2 separate regions of the Mus musculus genome follow, and region 1 is linked to region 2. The links are chromatin contacts, called in public HiChIP or PLAC-seq maps. All regions are on one chromosome and are shown on one strand. The core of a region is the stretch at or near the end of the contact, and the rest is flanking DNA. Distances in the headings are between cores, read along the strand shown.

Evidence for each region. HiChIP or PLAC-seq counts read pairs in DNA pulled down with a chosen protein or histone mark.
Region 1: an H3K27ac HiChIP or PLAC-seq map of microglia shows a contact between it and region 2, with 5 times the contacts expected there. The contact joins two enhancer-like sites. A contact is called at or near these places in 1 of 484 Hi-C or Micro-C datasets (bone marrow-derived macrophages) and 1 of 115 datasets of contacts at active chromatin or transcription factors (microglia).

What each region holds. Positions count from the first base shown.
Region 1 is chr3:28,077,981-28,081,847 of GRCm38.p6, reverse strand. Pld1 (phospholipase D1) reads right to left here. Exons shown (of 27, transcript NM_001164056.1): 16 at 3,431-3,644. Among named protein-coding and RNA genes, the nearest start is that of Gm42196, 97 kb to the left of the region's middle. Within about 2 kb of position 1,562, at least 3 of the 459 cell types and tissues checked have an H3K27ac peak or open chromatin away from gene starts, as enhancers often do. A contact at or near this core is called in microglia, where this site is marked.
Region 2 is chr3:27,452,131-27,456,439 of GRCm38.p6, reverse strand. All of the region lies in intron 21 of Fndc3b (fibronectin type III domain containing 3B), which reads left to right. Among named protein-coding and RNA genes, the nearest start is that of Gm32738, 28 kb to the left of the region's middle. Within about 2 kb of position 2,744, at least 42 of the 459 cell types and tissues checked have an H3K27ac peak or open chromatin away from gene starts, as enhancers often do. A contact at or near this core is called in microglia, where this site is marked.

The DNA.
Region 1 (3,867 bases), core at 313-2,812, 630 kb before region 2:
GGAATCAAATTTTGTATTTAACATTTTGTCAAGCAAAGCAATGTCAACCTGGAGTTCTCCTTCTTACAACATAATTTGGAAAAGAAGAAAAAATTCCTTGAGAATAGCTGAGTGATTGCTGAATTAAAAGACATGTTACAAAACCTACAATAGTCACTGACCTCATAAAGAGGAATTAAATGTAGTGTAGTCTCTCTGATTAAACTCTGCAGTCGTCTTACCTGTATTCTGCATATTGGCCTTTGTATGGCAAGACATTCTGTGAAAGTTTGCTATGTGGCTTCAATGTGTACACAGTTTATCACTATCTGCTGACTTATGTGCAACAATCTATCTGTGTAAGTAGCCTTATTGCTCAGCTTGCTAAGTGCATTTCATCTATTACATTCATTTCATCCACAGTACTTAGGGCAGTGGTTGGCATGTCATAGGAGCTCAGCATGTATTTATTCAATGAAGTACATAAGGAAGCTGGAGAGATGGCTCAGAGGTTAGCAGTACATACCGTTATTTCAGGGGACCCACGTTTGGGTCTCTCCCCCACCCCCACCCCCCTACTTCCTTATCATCCTCAGAGTCTGGAATCTTTGCTGTTTACTTCCTCCTTTTCTTTTAAACTTGTCTCCAGTCGATGAATGGAGGAGACAGTGAATGCCTGCCAAGGACTCTTTCCATCAGCACTGTGTCCTCAGATCATCACGTGGGTCTCACGCCCTCAACCAGGGCTTGGCCTAATGTGCCAGATACCTTTCTGCCTCCTTCCCGCTTGCTCCTTGTGCACACCACCAATTGTCAAAGTAAAGACCCCCTCTTTCACACTTCTGCAACCTTATTCTTCTATCTCATTTTGAACCTCAATTGTAAATCATCAACCACACACACCAGAAGAGACACTTTCCAGTTCTGCTCTTAATTTTTCTTTACAGCTACAGATATCCTGCCTTGGTCCCCTCAGTTTCCCAGAAGCTTCCAGCCCTCAGAACCTTGAGGCTCACACAGGTACAGACAGACATAGTGCAAGTTGTTCCTAAACTCATAAGTCAATCAAGAATTAGCCTTATGTTAAATTGTTAAGACATATAATATATTCCCATATAATATTTTCCACTTTAAATTGTGTATCAATATTGTTAGATTTATAAAACTACCAGTTATTCTGAGCTTCAGTTTATTACATATAGCTTATGCCCTTTAAATATTGCTAGGTCTGGGTCCATGTGACAGCTCAGTAGATAAATGTGCTTGCCACCAAGCCTAGAGACCTAAGTTCAATCTCTTGGCCTTTCATAGAAGAAAGAGAAAACAGCTCCTGCAAGATGTTCTCTGACCTCCACACAGACACCATGGTCTATACATATACACATAAGCACAGGAAAATAAACACATATAATTAAAAATAAGCCAATAACTGGGTTCCTGAAGAACATTTGGACTACTCTTCAAGTTCTAGCCTCATTGGTCAGGTGCCTGAAATTCATCCAGGCCTCTCAGCTGGGCTCCAACTTCCTAATCTAGCAGAACAGAATTGTAGCCTTGGAGTGGAGCCAAAGGACAAGATGTTGTTGGTGTTTCCATTTCTGCCTAGTTAGACATGTGGATGCTAAGCATGCGGATGCTGAGAAACTGGACCACACTGGGCAAATCCCTTGCCATCCCAGTCAAGGGCTCTGTGAAAAGGAGATGCTATCCCTGCTATCTCTGTCAAGTATCCCAGGTGTTCAAGGCAGTGCTGGGCCATCTGCACACTTGCTGGTGCCTTACTGTAGTGATTCCCCATCCTGAGGTGGGGAAGAGATTGCCAAAACCTTCCTCATTCTCTCCTCCGTAGTTTAGGCCCTGATTAATTCACTCTTTAGGAATCTGATTCTTCCCATAAAAGGTATCATATAACATTTTTTAACCATCCCCATGTAAAACATTCTAGTTCTAATCAAAAACCATCAACATTTTTCCAACAAATGAAGTTGCGTTTTCCTTGCTTTGTCTGGGACTCTGCCTCAGTGCACCCTTTTAACACCAGTCACATGCCTTAGCTGCAAGGGTCATTTCCTAGTAACAGGTAAGAAGTTGGTCTTTTCCACCCACGTGCCTTTGAGAGGTTCATTTCCTTCACCTGTAACACCTTTCTGTCCTCACCTAAGCTCTCCAGGTACTATCAGATCCAAGGACAGGCTCCCTCCTCAAAACATTTCCCTAGGTCAGCAAGAGGAAGTCCTTCTGCCTCAAACAGAGGTGTGTGTGTGTGTGTGTGTGTGTGTGTGTGTGTGTGTATGTGTGTGTGAGTGTCCATGCTATGAGACTATTATAGACCTTGTGCTAGGGGACTGTTCTGTGTGTCGCTGTCTCTCTCTTCACTGCTGGGGAATAGATCCTCAGGTGTACAGAGCTTGCACCTGTGCCCTTGCATGGAACAGGTCTAACCTAACATATGGGACAAGAAGACTGACCAGAGAGACAACACGAACACACACTCACTGTGGTCGGGCAGCAAAGGAAGCAACAAAAGCTGAAGCCCATGGGGTTCTGACACTAGCCAGTCACTTACCAGTGCTGTGCCTAGTGAGCCCCTGCTCAGACTCACTGGAAGGGTGAAAGAGTTTCAAGTGGGGCTTTAACCCATGGATTAAATTCTGATGACTTCTACAGTGGCTAAAATAACCTGGAGAAAGTTGAGAGTTCTTTTTTGTTTTACAAAGAAACATATTTACATATCTATGTCTATGTAACAAATTTTATAAACTTGAAAGCACACTTAATCATTTTTAGAATAAGCAGGTCTATAAACTCAGTCATAAGTTCTAGTGTGATAGAAAAACCACAGCACTTTAAGTAAAGGTATGTAAACTCATACAATATAGAATATCTAATGTCTGCTGATACAAGCTTGATATATTTCTGGATGAAAAAATAAATAAATGTATTCTATGAAGGTTTATAAAGGACACCTAATGCTCCTTTTCTCTTTATAACTTGTCATATTTTAGAAAGCTCTAGTCATTTTATAGCCATCAAAAGTATCAACAGTGGCTATGATTACATTGTATTAATAATAAATATGTTTTTAAAATGAGACAAAGGAGACAGGGGGGCATGGAGCCCAATAGGTAGAGTGCTTGCTTATATGCACAGAACCTGTTTAAGTCCCAGAACCTTATAAAACAGGCATGGTGGTGCACGCCTGTGATCCCAACATGGGAGAAACAAGAGCCCAAGATCAGTCTCTATCACACAGTGAGTTTGAGACCAGCCTGGGCTACATGAGACCCTGTCTCAAAACACAGTGTCCCAGTGCCATGATGTCACACAGGATGCATGGCAGTCATTGCACATTGTCCACTGAATGCCACCACTGATCTTTGTAAAGCAAATAGGCAAGGGCTACAAGGCCCACAGTGCAGCCAAGGAAAGTTCTAGCAAAGGCAGGACTCACTGGAGGTGCTGTCGATGCTGCTGATGCTGTCCGCGTTGTGCAGGTGGTGACGGTGCAGCTGGCGATAGAGACTAAATTTGGAGAATTTCCTGGACTTTCCTATCCCTTTCAGCTTCATGTCAGTCTCATCAACAATCTTTGAGATGGGCTCCTTTTTATGAAATTCATGTTTATCCTTGAGGCTTAAGGATTCCATAGACTCTACTGATGCTGCCTGAGAAAGTTATTAAAAAAAAAAAAAGACCATGCATAAAGTATACTACAACAGGCTTTCACTTATTTAGAGCTAAGTGGTAGTTTACAAATGGTAGGGACCCCAGAACAGATTCTCCATAGAATCTCAGGGAAGCCACAGGGTGGTGGTGAGTTCTTCAGCCACATGAGCCCTGGTGGGGCTCCTTCTTCAGCAGGCCAAATTCTTTTGTTTGCTTCTTTTT
Region 2 (4,309 bases), core at 1,495-3,994:
CACCCGACTCTACTCCCAGTGACAGATATTCACTGGAAGGTATTTCAGGAAAACAGCTGAAGGCTATAGAGGAGGGATCACAAGGGAAAGTCCTCTGAAGGGCCGGGCACATGGCTCCCTCAGAGCAGTGCCTACCACACAAGCATGAAGACACGAGTTCAGACCCCCAGCAGACTCCTAACAGTTGGGTGCTGTAGTACTTGTCGGTGGCTCCAACACTGGGGTTGGGGGGTGGTAGATACAGGTGGGTTCCAGAGAGCTTGTTGGGCAACCAGTAGCCAAACTGCTGAGCTCCACTGTCAATGAAAGACTTTGTCTCCGGAAGTAAGGTGGAAAACAGAGGAAATACACCTGATGTTGACCTGGGTCCTACACATACGCACACACATGTGTGCACACACACAGCGGGCACATCTGCACACATACGTAACTCCTTGCACACACTAGGTGTTTCACAGATGATTTTATCTCTTCTAGGAGGTCATAACATGTTAGAGAAAGCCCAGGATCTTCTCTGCTTGTCTTCTCAGTAGCACGATGATCCACACTGTTCTCAGAGCACTGGACAAGCGACTAGACCCAAGGGGCGGGGCTCCCACTTCCCAGGACAGATGCGTTCCGATCCCACTTCTGTGAAAGCAACCTGGAACTGGCACACAGACAGGAAACTGATATACCGCTGTTGAGCACACGCTGACTCTGCTTCCTGTCTCCACTTACACAGTCCAGGATCCCGCTCCTGGGATAGTGCCACCCCTACACATAAATCTATTGTCCCCACAGTCAGGCCCCAAGGCCACGTTCCTAGTGAGGTCGGGTCTTTCAAGTTGATCGTTTACTGTATCAAGACCATTCCGGGCTGCTTACCTTTAAGCTTCTGTCTGGGAGCACACACTGTACCATCAGGAGCACTGGTTCATAGTCTGACCCTAAGATTATTAGTTATCACACATATCCTTTACATTATTAACTTGGGTTTTCCCTTTTATATACATACGCTCAATATACTGGGACTCCCAGGTCAGTATCCGTTTCTTCCCATGTATTCAAAAGTGACTTCTGAACACTGCTTCTTTGGGGCGGAAGGATGCTCAGGGGAGATGGAAGGATCGTCGCCACAGGTGCTGCCCTGAGGCAGCCTGTCTTGGAGCACATTTCAGCTTCAGTAGATAAAGAAGCTCATGTAGCCGTGCTCAGGCCTGCAGCAAGTGGCGCAGGAGACATATACTTAGTGTCCTGGCCTCCTGGCAGAGGTGTTCCCTGTGTAAATTAATTTTCCAGATGAACCAAAGCCTTTTCTCTTGTGTTTGGGGGCCTGCTTCATCATAAACATTTCTCATTAAATGCCTTTGTTGGGCAATGCCCTCTGTTCCTTTGTGAATGGGCCATGCGTGGTGTCATTAGCCCTGTGTCAATGAATGCAGGTCACAGCACATTATCTGATCCCATGTCAATGAGGCTGAGTCACTGGAGGAAGGTACAGGGAGCAACCAGCACATTGCTGTCCGTTAGAGCCCTGTCCTGTGTTTCCAGAGCCTCGCCGCTTTAGTTCTGTGCCCTCTGCCTCCCTCTTTCCTGTAGGATCATGTTTTTGCTCAGTATTGACTTCCCTAAACTATGTTTTAAAAGACACCACGATCAGAATAGAACCTGCAAAATAATAGCCCTGTGTCTCTGGGTTGGCAGTCAGGGGTAGAAAGTGTTTTTAAATGCCTGTGCTTGTCTGAATTGAATCAGACCCTACCTGTGGCAGGAGGTTAGCACTTCTTGTACCTCCATTACTGGGCTGAAGAAAGGCTGCCAGGAGCAAGCCTCGCCCATCTGCTGACTTCCTGTCACCCGTGAGCTATATAAACACTGCAGATTGCGGTCACTTGACATTACCTTGTGGTCAAGCCAACCCTGAATATTCTTTTGAATTATTTGACATTTCAAAATATCATTTTCATAACTATACAGTTTGGTATTTAGCCATTTCTTGTTTTGCTCAGGAATTTGTGACTTGTTCCTTGAGGATATCTGAATTAAGGAGTGTCATGTCATTAAGAAGTGTCAGTGTGCCGCTCCCCGCTGCCCCAACCATGCACACACACAAAAGAAATACCAAAGAGGCACTTGTCATGGCTGTAGTACTGTTTAGTAAAAGCTGATTTTACGTTTCCTTTGTAAGCTCTGAATTAGAAGTCTGTAAATCAAGAGTCTTCGACACAGCCAAGCCTGCTGTGGGCAGAGAGAGCGACAGTGGGCAGACCCCTGGGGCGGAAAGGAGCAGGGCTGGGAATGTGGGTGGGTCTGATTAGGCCTCAGTGGTTCACAGTGCTGTCCTGAGGATACTCTCCAGGTCGGTTCTGCCTTTCAACTTTTTTTTTTCTTTTTAGATTTTATTTATTTTTATTATATATGTTTGAGTGTTTACCTGACTGCTTGTCTGTGTCCCGTGTGCATGCAGTACTCACATGGGCCTGAAGAGGGACTATAGTTACAGGTAGTTGTGAGCTTCCCCATGGGCCCTGGCAAGTGAACACAGGTCCTCTGGAAGTGCGGCCGGTGTGCCTACCCACTGAGCCGGCTGTGTCTCCAGCCCCAGTCGCCTGGTTTCTTATCGTTACCCTCAAGCAAGTGAAAAGTGGTTTCTAGAGGAAGCAGATGTTCCTTTTCCTGTTCCTTTTCCTGTAGTCCTTCTGTGAGCCTAAAACTAGCACAAATAAGTTTAGAAAAATTGGGGAACTGCTGCTTTGTTGGCGTTTTCCCACTGGGGAGTTAAGGTGCCTGGTGTGGGCCTGGGTAGCTTTCCCCACACTTCCCCTGCTAAGCAGTACAGCCTGGACAGTCATCCCGTGACTCAGCGTTCCCACCCCATCTGCTCACTGAGGGACCAGGCCGCAGACGACTGTACCTGTTAAATGATGCCCTGGAGATCTGAGCTGAATTCCCACTGTGAAAGCCTTCTCCCTCCCCGCCCACTGCCAAGAGCATCCAGGCTGCCACACAAGGCTTCAGCTGCAATCTCCAGCACAGCAAAAGAACAGAAATTAAATTAGATCTTAAAATATAGATTCATAAAATAGTTTGTTAGGCTAGAGTTCTTAGGGGAAAGGCTGAGGGGGTCATAATGAAACAGTACTATCTCAGAACCTTATCATCCAGAGCTAGTGGGGGTTCGTGGAAGCAAATATCCTTAGTCTGTCTTCTGTTTTGGGTGCTCTGTTGGTCTTCAGTTAATAAATGAAAGAACCTTAAGCTTTGTTTTAGGCCCTAAAAATTAGAATTTATCTCCCTAGTTTTTCTATTTCTCTGGATTAAATGAATCTGGCTTTTATCTTTTGAAAGAAATGTTTCCTTTCCCCGAGTGTATCAGTGTTCTACATGTGTGTGTATAAATGCATCACATATCTCCAGTGCCTCCTGAGGCCAGTAGCCAAATCTCCTGAAAGGAGAGTTACAGCAGACGTGGGTGCTGGGAATCAAACCTGGACCCTCAGCCACAGCACCAACTGTCCAGGCCTGGTTTTCCTCTTGTTATAAGAAAGCTGCCAAATATTTTATTCTTTGAAAGAGAAGAATATTTGTATAACATTTAAGGAGCATGTCTTCCATAGCAGGCGTTGTTTGAGTTGTCACGTTTTACAGTGAAGCAGGCACACAAATCCATTAACTATGTTAGTGATGAGCTGTGAGTGACGATGGGAAGGGACCATGGAGGTTGGGATAAGAAGTGATTACACTTAGATGCTCAGCCAGACTTTGTAGGGAAGACCTGAGATGAACAGTGTCAGGGAGAAAGGCTGGGCATGAGGAGCAAAGGCACAGGTCCTGGGCGGGCATCAAGGGGTGCTTGACGTCCGTGAGGAGCGTCCAGGAGCCAGTAGAGCCAATGACATTAAGAGCAGTGGACGAAGAAGTCCAAGAGCTGTTGGGTGTGTCTGAGATGCAGTGACGGGCAGCATACAGCTTCTCTCTGTGCTTCTGTAATACAGGGCTTGCATCTTCATCCTGAGTAAGGTGGAATCCATCAAAAGGGTCTAAACTAAACTCCCTGACTCCTGGCTAGAGAAGGGAGCTCAGGGTAAAAGCACATAGTGTTCTTCCAGTGGACCCGAGTTCAAGTCCCAGTCCTGGTACAGCCACCTATACCTCCAGCTGCAGGGATCCAACTCCCTCTGACCACGTTGGTCACATGTGTACACATGTGGCATATACTCAGATACATACATGTAAATAAAAATGAAAAGCAGAGTAAGTCCTGACTTGCATCTAATCTCTGAGTATAGGCTCTAGGGCAGAGTCTGTGCAGATACCAGGGAGGGTA